Linked DNA regions of Mus musculus: region 2 is linked to region 1. Evidence: chromatin contacts called from public promoter capture Hi-C data. All regions are on one chromosome and are shown on one strand. Each heading gives the region's core, a stretch centred on a gene start, on an enhancer-like site or on the middle of the called end of the contact. The rest is flanking DNA. Distances are from core to core; before and after follow the strand shown.

What was found. Promoter capture Hi-C pulls out the DNA fragments that hold promoters and counts their contacts.
Region 2: a contact with region 1 is called in a promoter capture Hi-C map of hematopoietic stem and progenitor cells. The contact joins the promoter of Olfr750 here to the promoter of Ttc5 in region 1. A contact is called at or near these places in 23 of 39 promoter capture datasets (3T3-L1-derived adipocytes, the C10 cell line, the HPC-7 cell line and 16 more), 4 of 15 datasets of contacts at CTCF or cohesin (CD8 T cells, the NIH/3T3 cell line, embryonic stem cells and 1 more), 106 of 484 Hi-C or Micro-C datasets (B cells, the C2C12 cell line, CD4 T cells and 72 more), 46 of 115 datasets of contacts at active chromatin or transcription factors (the 230-238 cell line, CD8 T cells, the NIH/3T3 cell line and 30 more) and 4 of 9 other capture datasets (adipose tissue, liver, macrophages and 1 more).

The regions. Positions count from the first base shown.
Region 1 is chr14:50,782,183-50,787,180 of GRCm38.p6, reverse strand. Ttc5 (tetratricopeptide repeat domain 5) reads left to right here and starts at 1,661. Exons shown (of 10, transcript NM_001080949.2): 1 at 1,661-1,743. The coding sequence starts at 1,693.
Region 2 is chr14:51,070,079-51,075,275 of GRCm38.p6, reverse strand. Olfr750 (olfactory receptor 750) reads left to right here and starts at 3,834. Exons shown (of 1, transcript NM_207558.2): 1 at 3,834-4,965. The coding sequence starts at 3,885. The coding sequence ends at 4,880.

The DNA.
Region 1 (4,998 bases), core at 412-2,911:
TCTTTGTTGTCAGCATTATCAGCAGTTCACTCTACTAGCAAACTACCACACACCAATCAGCAGATGCAGTTCCATCCACTCAGCAGACACCACATACGAGTTCAGCAGCTGTAGCTGGATTCAGAATAAACTGAGAGGCTCTGCTGGGTCGGTGTGGAGTCTGTGGAAATGGCAAGAAGCCGTCGGAATATCATGAGAAGTTCTTGGGTGAGTTACTCTCTGTTAAGATCAGTGAGAAGCAGAGATCAGCAAGGTGGTGCAAGGCCTAGAGCGCTATCAACTGAGACTAGCGAGGTGCAAGATGAGCCAAAGCACAAGCCTTGTCCCACTCACTGTCTGTGGGATCATATTTATATTCTTTCTCAAGTGTCTGCTTCAGCTAAACATCCTCTCACCTGTGTCTGCTTCAGCCAAACATCCTTTCACCTGTCTGCCCCAGCAAAGCATTATGACCTGAGTCTCCAGAAATTTCCACTTCAGGAAATGATCACTTTTTTTCTTTGTCTCTGCTGCACAGTCTTTTTGGAAGCATTTGGAGGTGTTTAATGTCTTTTTGCAGAGATAATTTTTTTAGCAAAGGAATTTTAAAAGTTTTAAGATTGTGGTTGGATGTGGTGATGCCTGTCTGTAATCTCAGGACTTAGAAGGCAGAGACAGGAGGAACTCCTTGAGTTCGAGGTCAGCCTGATCTACATACAGACTTTCAGACAATTGAGGTTACATAGTGAGACCGTGTCTCAAAACTTAAAAACCAGGGGTAACGAATGTCTATAATCCAAGCACTTGGAAGTGGTTGCAGGAAGATCAGGGATTCAAGGTTATTTTTGGCTACATAGCAAGTTCCAGGCCAGCTTGGGATATATCAGACTCTGTCTCAAACAAACAGAAGGTTTAAATTTTTCATTTTTGAATAGGCAATTCATGTTCAAGGTAAAAAATGGAAAATACACTGAGAAGACTTCTCAAGTCACCTGCAGTTCTCAATCCCTGTTTCTCTCTTCAGAGATGGTTTATTACAGAAATAATAAACATGAGAACATTATTAATGTACAGTATGGTGGCATGCCAGCCTCAAACATAGTAGACTTATTAGGATCATACATTAAAAAGCTAAAAATTACACGTGCAGATATCTTCAGTTGGTATATATTCAGACAAGTTCCCTTGCAGGGAGTTCTCTTCCAAATACCACCTGACATGCATACTTTCATAGTCGGCCTTGCTTTCTAAGAGTGATGTAAAAAAGGACAAGAATATACAAAACAAAACAAAAAAATGAATGGAATTAATTTAAGAACATTTTGATTCCAGAATTTGGGAAGGGAATTATAAAACTAGGAAATTTATTTATGAAACCGAAAGTGATCACAAACTCAGCAGGTGTTTGTTATCCCAGTTTGAGGGTTTGTGGCAAAAGTCCAGCCTGGACAACATAGCCACGTTGATCTACGTGGCCAATCTGATCTACTTGGTGGGTGAGATTCTGTCGCAATAAAAAGAAGCAAAACAAAACCCCAAAGCAGTTCTAGGGCATCTTTGAGACACCAAGTTCTGGATTAAGTTGGGTTGTAGCTGTGTCTCTGAGGCGCAGATGGGCCTCCGGAGCCCCAGGGGTCGCTGTGGTTTCAGCGTAGGCATGGCTGAGTCTCTGTGGTTGAAAAGTTGGGGGAGGAGACGCTGAGAGCGGCTGGGATGATGGCTGATGAAGAGGAAGAAGCGAAGCACGTCTTGCAGAAATTGCAGGTGAGGCTGTGAGTTAAAATCTTTTGGCTCCTTGCTCTGAAAGGAGGAAGTGCAGTGGTCAGGGCCCGGGCGGCGGAGTGCGGCGGTTCAGCCGGTGCTGAGGGCTGCTCGGTGGGCGCCCGGAGGGAGTCTGCCCACCGGGTTTCCTCGGTAACAAGTAGCTTTGTACGCGGAGTGGCAGGTGGCTGCCGACTGTTAACCGAGTTGTTTGTGCTCCACAGCAGCAGCCATTTCTTTAGCATCTTTCTGCATTGAACTTGGCCACACTCAGAAATAGACTGCAGAACAGATGCCCTGGTTGTTGGTTTTCGGATTTGTCGAGTTAATCTCTTAACCCCACCCACTCCCCAGGTGACTATTGTGGAAAGGCAGAGAGGAGTTTCCTTCAAGTATGCGTTTTTATTTTTGTTTTTAATAGTTAAGATTTTCTTTAAGCCTCCGAAACTTAGTTTGTGGTCGAAGACATCCTTGCATTTAAACTAGATACACTTCTAGCAATTTTGTTTGTTGTTTTGAATCAGGGTCGCCTGGAACTGGCTTTACAGGCCACGCTGGCCTCGAACTCCTAAAGATCTACTTGTCTCTGCCTCGCAGGTGGTGAGATGAAAGGCCTGAGCCACCAAATCTAACAAAATTTAAAGCATTGATTAGGTTTCTTTGTTTCTTGTGGGAGTTAAAAGAACACTCAGAACATGGACTTTGGTTAACTATTCCTTAGTGGGATTGGCAGAAGTCAGATTTTTAATCCTATCGGCAGCGAGACTTTGGATGCACTTTGTACATTTGTATGCATAGGAAAGAAATACAAAACGTTATGCAGAATGGTGTTGTCCTTGAGGCTATTTGGAGTGGCCGTGAATCACTTCCTGTTTTCACACTTTCCTATTCATTAACAACTCATTTGTGTTGCTGTTGCCACCACAGAAGTTTGTTCAGCAAAATCAAAACGACTAAAACACAACAATAACACTTTCCTTTAACTTTACAGCCATGCTCATTGCATGACAAAAAGAAACTGGCTGTGACTGTTGCTTAGAACTCTCTTAAAAATTCCACAAATTGTGTTCCACAGATCATGTTGACCATTTTATTATTATTATAGAACAGAGTAGAGCATGCTGACTTTATATATGTGCTGAAACCAGTCTCTTCAGGACCTGTTTTTCCTGGGAATAATATACATAAAGTTAAGAAATACTTATAAAGAAGGTGTCAGCTTATTGTTTTTATCAGGGTAGGACTTTACTTATGCATACGAATTTGTTAATAACATAGGCACTACATTAGTTAATTTAACCACTGTATTTAATGTGAGTTGATCATGACCCAGCCCTTGTTCTAGTGATTAAGTATAGCCCTAATCAACAAGAAATTCTTTCCATTATGGAACTTACATCAGCCATTTCAGAAAGTAATGAATGAATAGGCCATATCATTTAAAATGATAGGCATTTTGGAAAAAAAAAAGTGTGATTAACTAGAGAGGAGGAGAGGAAGGCACTAATTAGGTTTAGGTCAGCGGTCCTCAACCTTCCTAATGCTGTGACCCCTTAATATAATTCCTCATGTTGTGGTGATCAGGACTATAACATTATTTTTGTTGCTACTTCATAACTGTAGTTTTGCTCCTGTTCTGAATAGTAATGTAAATATCTGATGTGCAGAATCTCTGATATGTGACCCCTGTGAGAGGGGTCAATCTCCAAGAGGTCTCCACCCCCAGGGCGGAGAACTGCTGCTCTAGGAAGTGTGCTGATTAGTTAGTTGTTTTTTTTTTTTTTTTCAACTTGACACAAATTGGATCATCTGAGAAGACTGAACCTCAATTGAGAAAATGTCTCATTTGGTCTGTGAGCATTTTTAAAAAATTATTATTATTAATGATTGATGATGTGTGAGGGTTCAGCCCGCTGTGGGCAGTACCATCTTTGGGCAAATGGTCCTGGACTGTTTAAGAAAGCAGGCTGATGGGGGCTGGAGAGATGGCTAAATGGTTGAGAGAGCACTGGCTGCTCTTCTAGAGGACCCAGGTTCAATTCCCAGCACCCACATGGCTCCAGGGGATCCAATACCCTTACACAGACGTACATGCAGGGAAAACATCAGGGCTGACCAGCCTGAAAAGCAGATCAGTGAGCATCAGTCCTCCTGGACCTGCTTCATTTCCTGCCTCCAGGGTCCAGCCTTGCTGTGACATCCCCTGAAGGCTGACAATTTGGAGGCTTTCCTTTCCTCCCCAAAGTGTTTGTCTTTTGTTTCTTGTTTTCTTCTTTTATCATGGAAGTGAAAGCAAAGTAGGATAATAGGGCAAGCCTTTCTGAGAAGTTGACATCTCAGCTTCTATGGAGTTGATCATGAGTGCTTAGAAGCATTTAACATTTGCTTGAGAAAAAAATGCAAGAGAATCAGAAGATGCCCCAAGTAAACAAGAAAAACCTCTCAAAGTTCTCCCAAAATACCAAGGTCACCAAGTTCAAGTTGGTTGCTTTGTTGTGGAAAACAAGGCCTTCCTTACAGGTTTGTCACAGTTAGAAAGGCCATGTATTTTTCATTTATCAGCATGTGAAAAAATAATGGATACTTAAAAAAGAAAACAAACAAACAAACAAAAAAACAAGTGCTGTTTTATTTTGGGTGTAGTGGTTTTTGTTGTTTTCTGTTTGTTTGCTTTTTTGTTTTTTGTTGGTACTGGGAATGAGACTCAGAGTGCCTTATGCATGCTATATCTGTGAGATAACAGAGCTTAAAAGTCTATTTTTCAGTACTCACCTCCCACCCCCATCTTAGTTACTGTTCTATTACTGTGAAGAGACACCGTGATCACAGTAACTCTTAAAAAGAGCATTTAATTGGGCTGACTTATGGTTTCATAGTCTGTTATCATGGTGGGGAGCATGGTGGCCCACAGGCAGACATGGTGCTGGAGAAGTATTTGAGAGTTCTACGTCCAGATCTGCAGGCAGCAGGAAGAGAGAGACTTCGAGTCGACTTGGGCTTTTGAAACCTCAAAACCCACTCCCAGTGATGCACTTCCTCCAACCAGGCCACACCTCCTAATCCTTTCAAGTAGTGCCACTCCCTGGTAACCAAGTATTCAAATCTCTGAGCCTGTGGGGGCCATCTTTATTTAAACCACACCCCCTTTGTTGTTGTTTTGAGACTGGTCTCTCTATGTAGCCCTGGCTGTAAAGGAGTGTGTCACTATGAATGCTCTGTGTGTGTGTATGTGTATATGTGAGTATGTGTGTGTATGTG
Region 2 (5,197 bases), core at 2,585-5,084, 290 kb before region 1:
TACAGTTTAGTGACTGCTTGTCTCACTTTGCCCAGGGTTGTCTTCAGTGCTCTCAGGAGGATTATGTCCAGCAAGGACAGAATCCAAACTGACCCTGGAAGGCCCTGGGTGTTCTTCTACTTGGCTCAGAACCCAACTCACGCTTATTTCAGAGGAGAAGCTGCTCTTCCAGGCTGGAGATTCAGAGTAGGTGAGCGTGCATGCCATTTTTATGCATCTAGTATGTTCCAAGCCTTGTGACTCGTCCCAGAAATTCAAAGGTGGAAACTTGATGCCCTAAAGATGAAGAAAGTACAAGACAGCCAAGAAAGGTTGTAACATAACGAAGCAGGTAAAGCATTAGGTTGGAAAGAAGTCAGCAGAACTGGTCATAGTTCTGGTTGGAAAGTGGCCAGAAAGGTGGGAGGGAGAGGAATTGGTAGGAGAATTGAATAAACTGAGGCTTGATCCTGAACAAGAAGCCACCAGGTCTTTAAGAAGGAGCCTATGGAACATGGAGATGAACACATGCCAGCTTGGACCTGAACAGGAAGCCACCAGGTCTTTAAGAAGGAGCCTATGGTACATGGAGATGAACACATGCAAGCAGATGCCCAGCATCCTTGACAATGTTTTGGGTACATGGAATTCCACATGATTGGCAGGATATAAAGTATATGGCAGGGAGACCCAACAGCAGAGAGGCGGTATGGACAGCCTCTTACTATCTCATCACACCCTTGGGTCTCCCATTATTTTCTACCATAGAACCCAAGGGGAAGAGTCACATTATCATTTTAAGTCCTCAGGGTGAAGAGGTGAAGTCTCTGTTGCTTGAGTTACAGACATTTCCCCCTGAGTGTCATGAGGAGCAAGGCGGTTGATGCTGGTCAGGTGCCATGAGTTCTCTCATTTCCGTGGTTCATGCTTCTCTTGCAGTTGCCTGACTTAGGATGGTTGATGTCAAGTGAAGAAAATATTCTTTGTCTCCTTTTCAGATTTACCAGGCCCAGGATCTAGGAAGTTATCATAGAATCACAAATTTTGAGGACCACTGGGACATGTTTGCACCCCAACTCTCTCTTTTATTGTCTTGCTGTCTGGGTAATTTCTCTCTCCCCAGCCCTGCTGCTCCTTAAGCTCCATATGTCTGGATCAAGTCTTATTTCTCCGCTGGAAACCAAAGTGGCACATGGAAGATTCTACCTTGTAATACAGCGATTTATTAGAGACCAATGACTTTAAGTGATTTTTCCCTGCACTCGATCTAAATCCAGGAGCCAGGAAGAATGTGATCTAAAAGCAAAACAATGGACATTCTATTCCTAAAGCCCGTCAAGTCAAAAAAAATATGTTTTTCAACCACTAGAGAGAATATCTATTGGTAAGTGTGTTGTACTCTTTTTTTTTTTTTTTTTAAACAGGGTTTCTCTCTATAGCCTTGGCTATCCTGGAACTCACCAGGCTGGCCTCAAACTCAGAAATCCACCTGCCTCTGCCTCCTGAGTGCTGGGAATAAAGGCGTGCGCCACCACTGCCCGGCAGTGTTGTACTCTTAAGGTAGAAGTAACAGTCCATGTTCACCCCCTGCCTTCTAGCTTCTGTTCTTGCAGTGACATTTTAGTGCTGAGACAATTGTCTTTCACATGAACTGTGCCTAAGTCAGCCCAGGACCCTGATCATTTTGTAGGAGCCATTCTATCTACAGAAGGAGACTGGGCCCTGAAGTTTGACTTGCTCCTGGTATAAGAAGGGGCAGTATATCCAGAAACAGTGTTTATATCCATCTCTGTGAATCCAAGGCTAACCTGGTCTATATAGCAAGGTCTAAGGTTACTTAGTGAGACCCTGACTCAAATCACTCAATCAGACAAACAGAACAGAGCAAATCTGTGAGGAACAATGTAACACCCTCCTCAGGGTCAGAAAAGCCCCTATGCTCACTAGGCAGGAGATCAGCACCAGAGGCTATGCCAAGGAGAAAAGAACCCAAGGGAAGAGGCCTTACCCGATTTCTTGTTTTCCCAAGTGCAGATTCATCCCCAGAGCTGCAAGGATACCAGGCTACACTCAGTTTCATAGTGCTGCAGGCTGCTGGAAGGGTGGGACGGTGGAGGTGATACTGACTTACAAACCGGGAAGATAAACGTTTCAGGGTCCTACCCTTATGAAATATCAAGGGCATTCTGGAGCAGGAGAGTCATCCCCCGTTACTTCAGATATAGATAGGCTCAGTCCAATGAGGTGGTTTCACAAGGAATGACAGAGAGCCAGGGGGGGAAAAAAATCTGCTTTGAGGTGCCCAGTGCCTTCTCATTACACTTCACTCTTACTTTCTGTTCTTAGGTCAAATGCTTTGCTTCGTGGAAGTGTTCTTGTCCCCTCAAGTGCTCAGTCCTATATTTTAGGCATCTCTTTCTTGAGAGCACTACTTACCCTCTAAGGCTCGTGTTTCACGTTCTTCCTAGCATTCTGTACATATCAGTAGCATTTCTTCGCTACTGGTCACAAGCCCTAATTTTTCTGTCATGTTAGGCATTGGACAGTGATCCAGCAACATGGCCTGTCTTTGAATCGCTAAATACAGAATGCGGCACATGGTGAGAGCAGAGGTAAAACTGTAGTCCTGACCTGCGCAGTGCGATTTCTGTAGATGCTGGAGGGAGAAGTGCCAGCGATGAGCCCCTAAGGCGGATAACCACAAAGCTCCTGTATCCTAGACGAAAGGGGCACGTGCTTCCCACTCCCGCATCTGAGATCCAGAGGTGAGAAGGGGGACCAGAGTAGAGAGTCAGGAGTCTAACATCTGCTGGGAATGGGACCGTTGTCCTAAAATGTCACTGCAAGAATGGGGTGTGTTCGGAACAATTTAGCTAGAGAAAAATCAACGCTCTGAAAATCAACCTTGATGTTTTGCTACTGAGAGTCTTTAGTTTTTTCTTTTCTTTAGTTTGTGTTTTCTGTTATCTTTTAGTGGAGACTTTTAGAGACAGCACTTTACAATACCATCAATTCAACCTTTTTTTTTTTTTTTAAGTTTGTGGGACTGGAATGGCTTGAATCTACTTCATTTCCAGTTTAATTAATTATAACAGTGATTTGCAATTCTGTTTCTGACAGCCTGTTTTTGAAAAGGCTTCAGATTCTGTCTCAGAAGGGAAAATGTCACAAATTGAAAAAAGGCCTCATGGGCTGATATTAATGTTAGCCGGGGCACTTAGCTTGAATGCAACCGAGTAAGTGAATGGATCAATATGGCTTCTTGCTATAGTCAGCCTCCTTTATGTGTACTACACTTACTTCAGAAATGCAAGTAGTTTGTGTCAATCTGAGTTTAGTTAGGTTCTTGGTTTATTGTGAAAATTCTCCATAAAAGGGGAGAATTGGTGTATCAAATACCCTGGTCTCTGCAGCTAATTGTTTAACTGGGTAACTGAAACCCAAGCAAGGACCCCATCTCTTGATCCGCTTCCAAACGTGGGGCAAGCCAAGCCTGGGCTTTGACTTTCGTCCTGATTTTCTCTGCCAGTTCGTTAGGTTGACACAGGAAACTTTTGAATCCTTTGTCCTGTTATTTCTCTTGCTCCTTACCAAAGTTTGTAATTGAAAAGCAGAGCGTAGGAGACCGGGGTGTGTGTAAACAGCAAGAATTCTAAAGCAGGAAATCAGCCGGAGCTCTGTTTCTTCACAAAATCTCATTCTCGTATTTTCACCCAACTCTGATGTTCAGAGATACTTTCCCCATCATAATGAAGAGCCATCAGTCGAGATTTGAGAACAAGATCGTTGAAGATATAGACTCCGGACGCTTTCCTAAGACGTGGCTACCCTTTAGGGGAAATTTCTCTGAGTTTCAGGATGGGTGATAGAACGTCGTTTCATCTTTACAGCTGGGAAAGATAATAATGGCTCCACGTGCGAACCAGAGTGTCGGCACTACGGAGTTTGTCCTGGCAGGCTTCCCGAATCTCAACAGCACAGGAGCGGAAGTGTTCTCCGTGTTCCTTTTCGTTTACCTGTTGACTCTAACAGGCAACACGTTGATTGTTGTCTTGGTGGGGGCGGATCACCGCCTGCAGACACCCATGTATTTCTTCCTGGCTAACTTGTCCTGCCTCGAGATTCTGATCACTTCTGTCATCATTCCGAAGATGCTGAGCAATTTCCTCTCGAGACGGCACACCATTTCCTTTGCTGCCTGTATCACTCAGTTTTACTTTTACTTCTTTCTGGGGGCCTCTGAGTTCCTACTGTTGGCCGTCATGTCTGTGGATCGCTACCTGGCCATCTGCCGTCCTCTGCATTACCCCTTGCTAATGAATGGAGCCGTGTGCTTTCGGGTGGCCTTGGCCTGCTGGATGGGGGGACTCCTCCCTGTGCTTGGCCCCACAGTGGCTGTGGCCTTGCTTCCTTTCTGCAAACAGGGTGCTGTGGTTCAGCACTTCTTCTGTGACAGTGGACCCTTGCTTCACCTGGCATGTACCAACACCACGAGACTGGAGGAGGCTGACTTTGTCCTGGCCTTTCTTGTCATCATGTCCTCGCTCACCATTACTGGTGCGTCCTATGGCCACATAGTCCTGGCGGTCCTGCGCATCCCCTCTGCTTCCGGTCGGCAGAAGGCTTTCTCCACCTGTACTTCTCACTTGATGGTGGTAACCCTCTTCTATGGAAGTGCCATTTTCCTCTACGTAAGGCCATCCCAGAGCGGCTCTGTGGATACTAACTGGTCTGTAACCGTGATAACAACATTTGTGACCCCTCTGCTGAATCCTTTTATCTATGCCTTGCGCAACGATCAAGTCAAGGAAGCTTTGAAAGAGATGTTCAGGAAGGTAGTCGCCAAGCTGTTAGAACAGTCTTTACTTGGGGATAGTTTGAGAAAGAAGACAGCCAGTTGAAAGCGTGGGGACTCAGTCTCAGGTCCACACATCTCCATTGCCAGCTTTTCCTTCATCATGAGAGGAGCCAGGACGAGCTTCAAGGAGAACAAGCCTACATTTCTCTTTCAAGCAAAATGAATTAACTCTATATTATGCGTCGTAATAACAACTCACACTATTTTCAATATCTTATTTTATTAATTATGTGCCTATGTGGGGAATATGGGGTATGCCATGTGAGACTAGGAGTCAGACAGAGATTCTCTGGTAGGTAGACAGGGAGAGGGACCACAGCTAGGTAATAAAGGTGACCAACTTCCAACATTGCTGTCTTT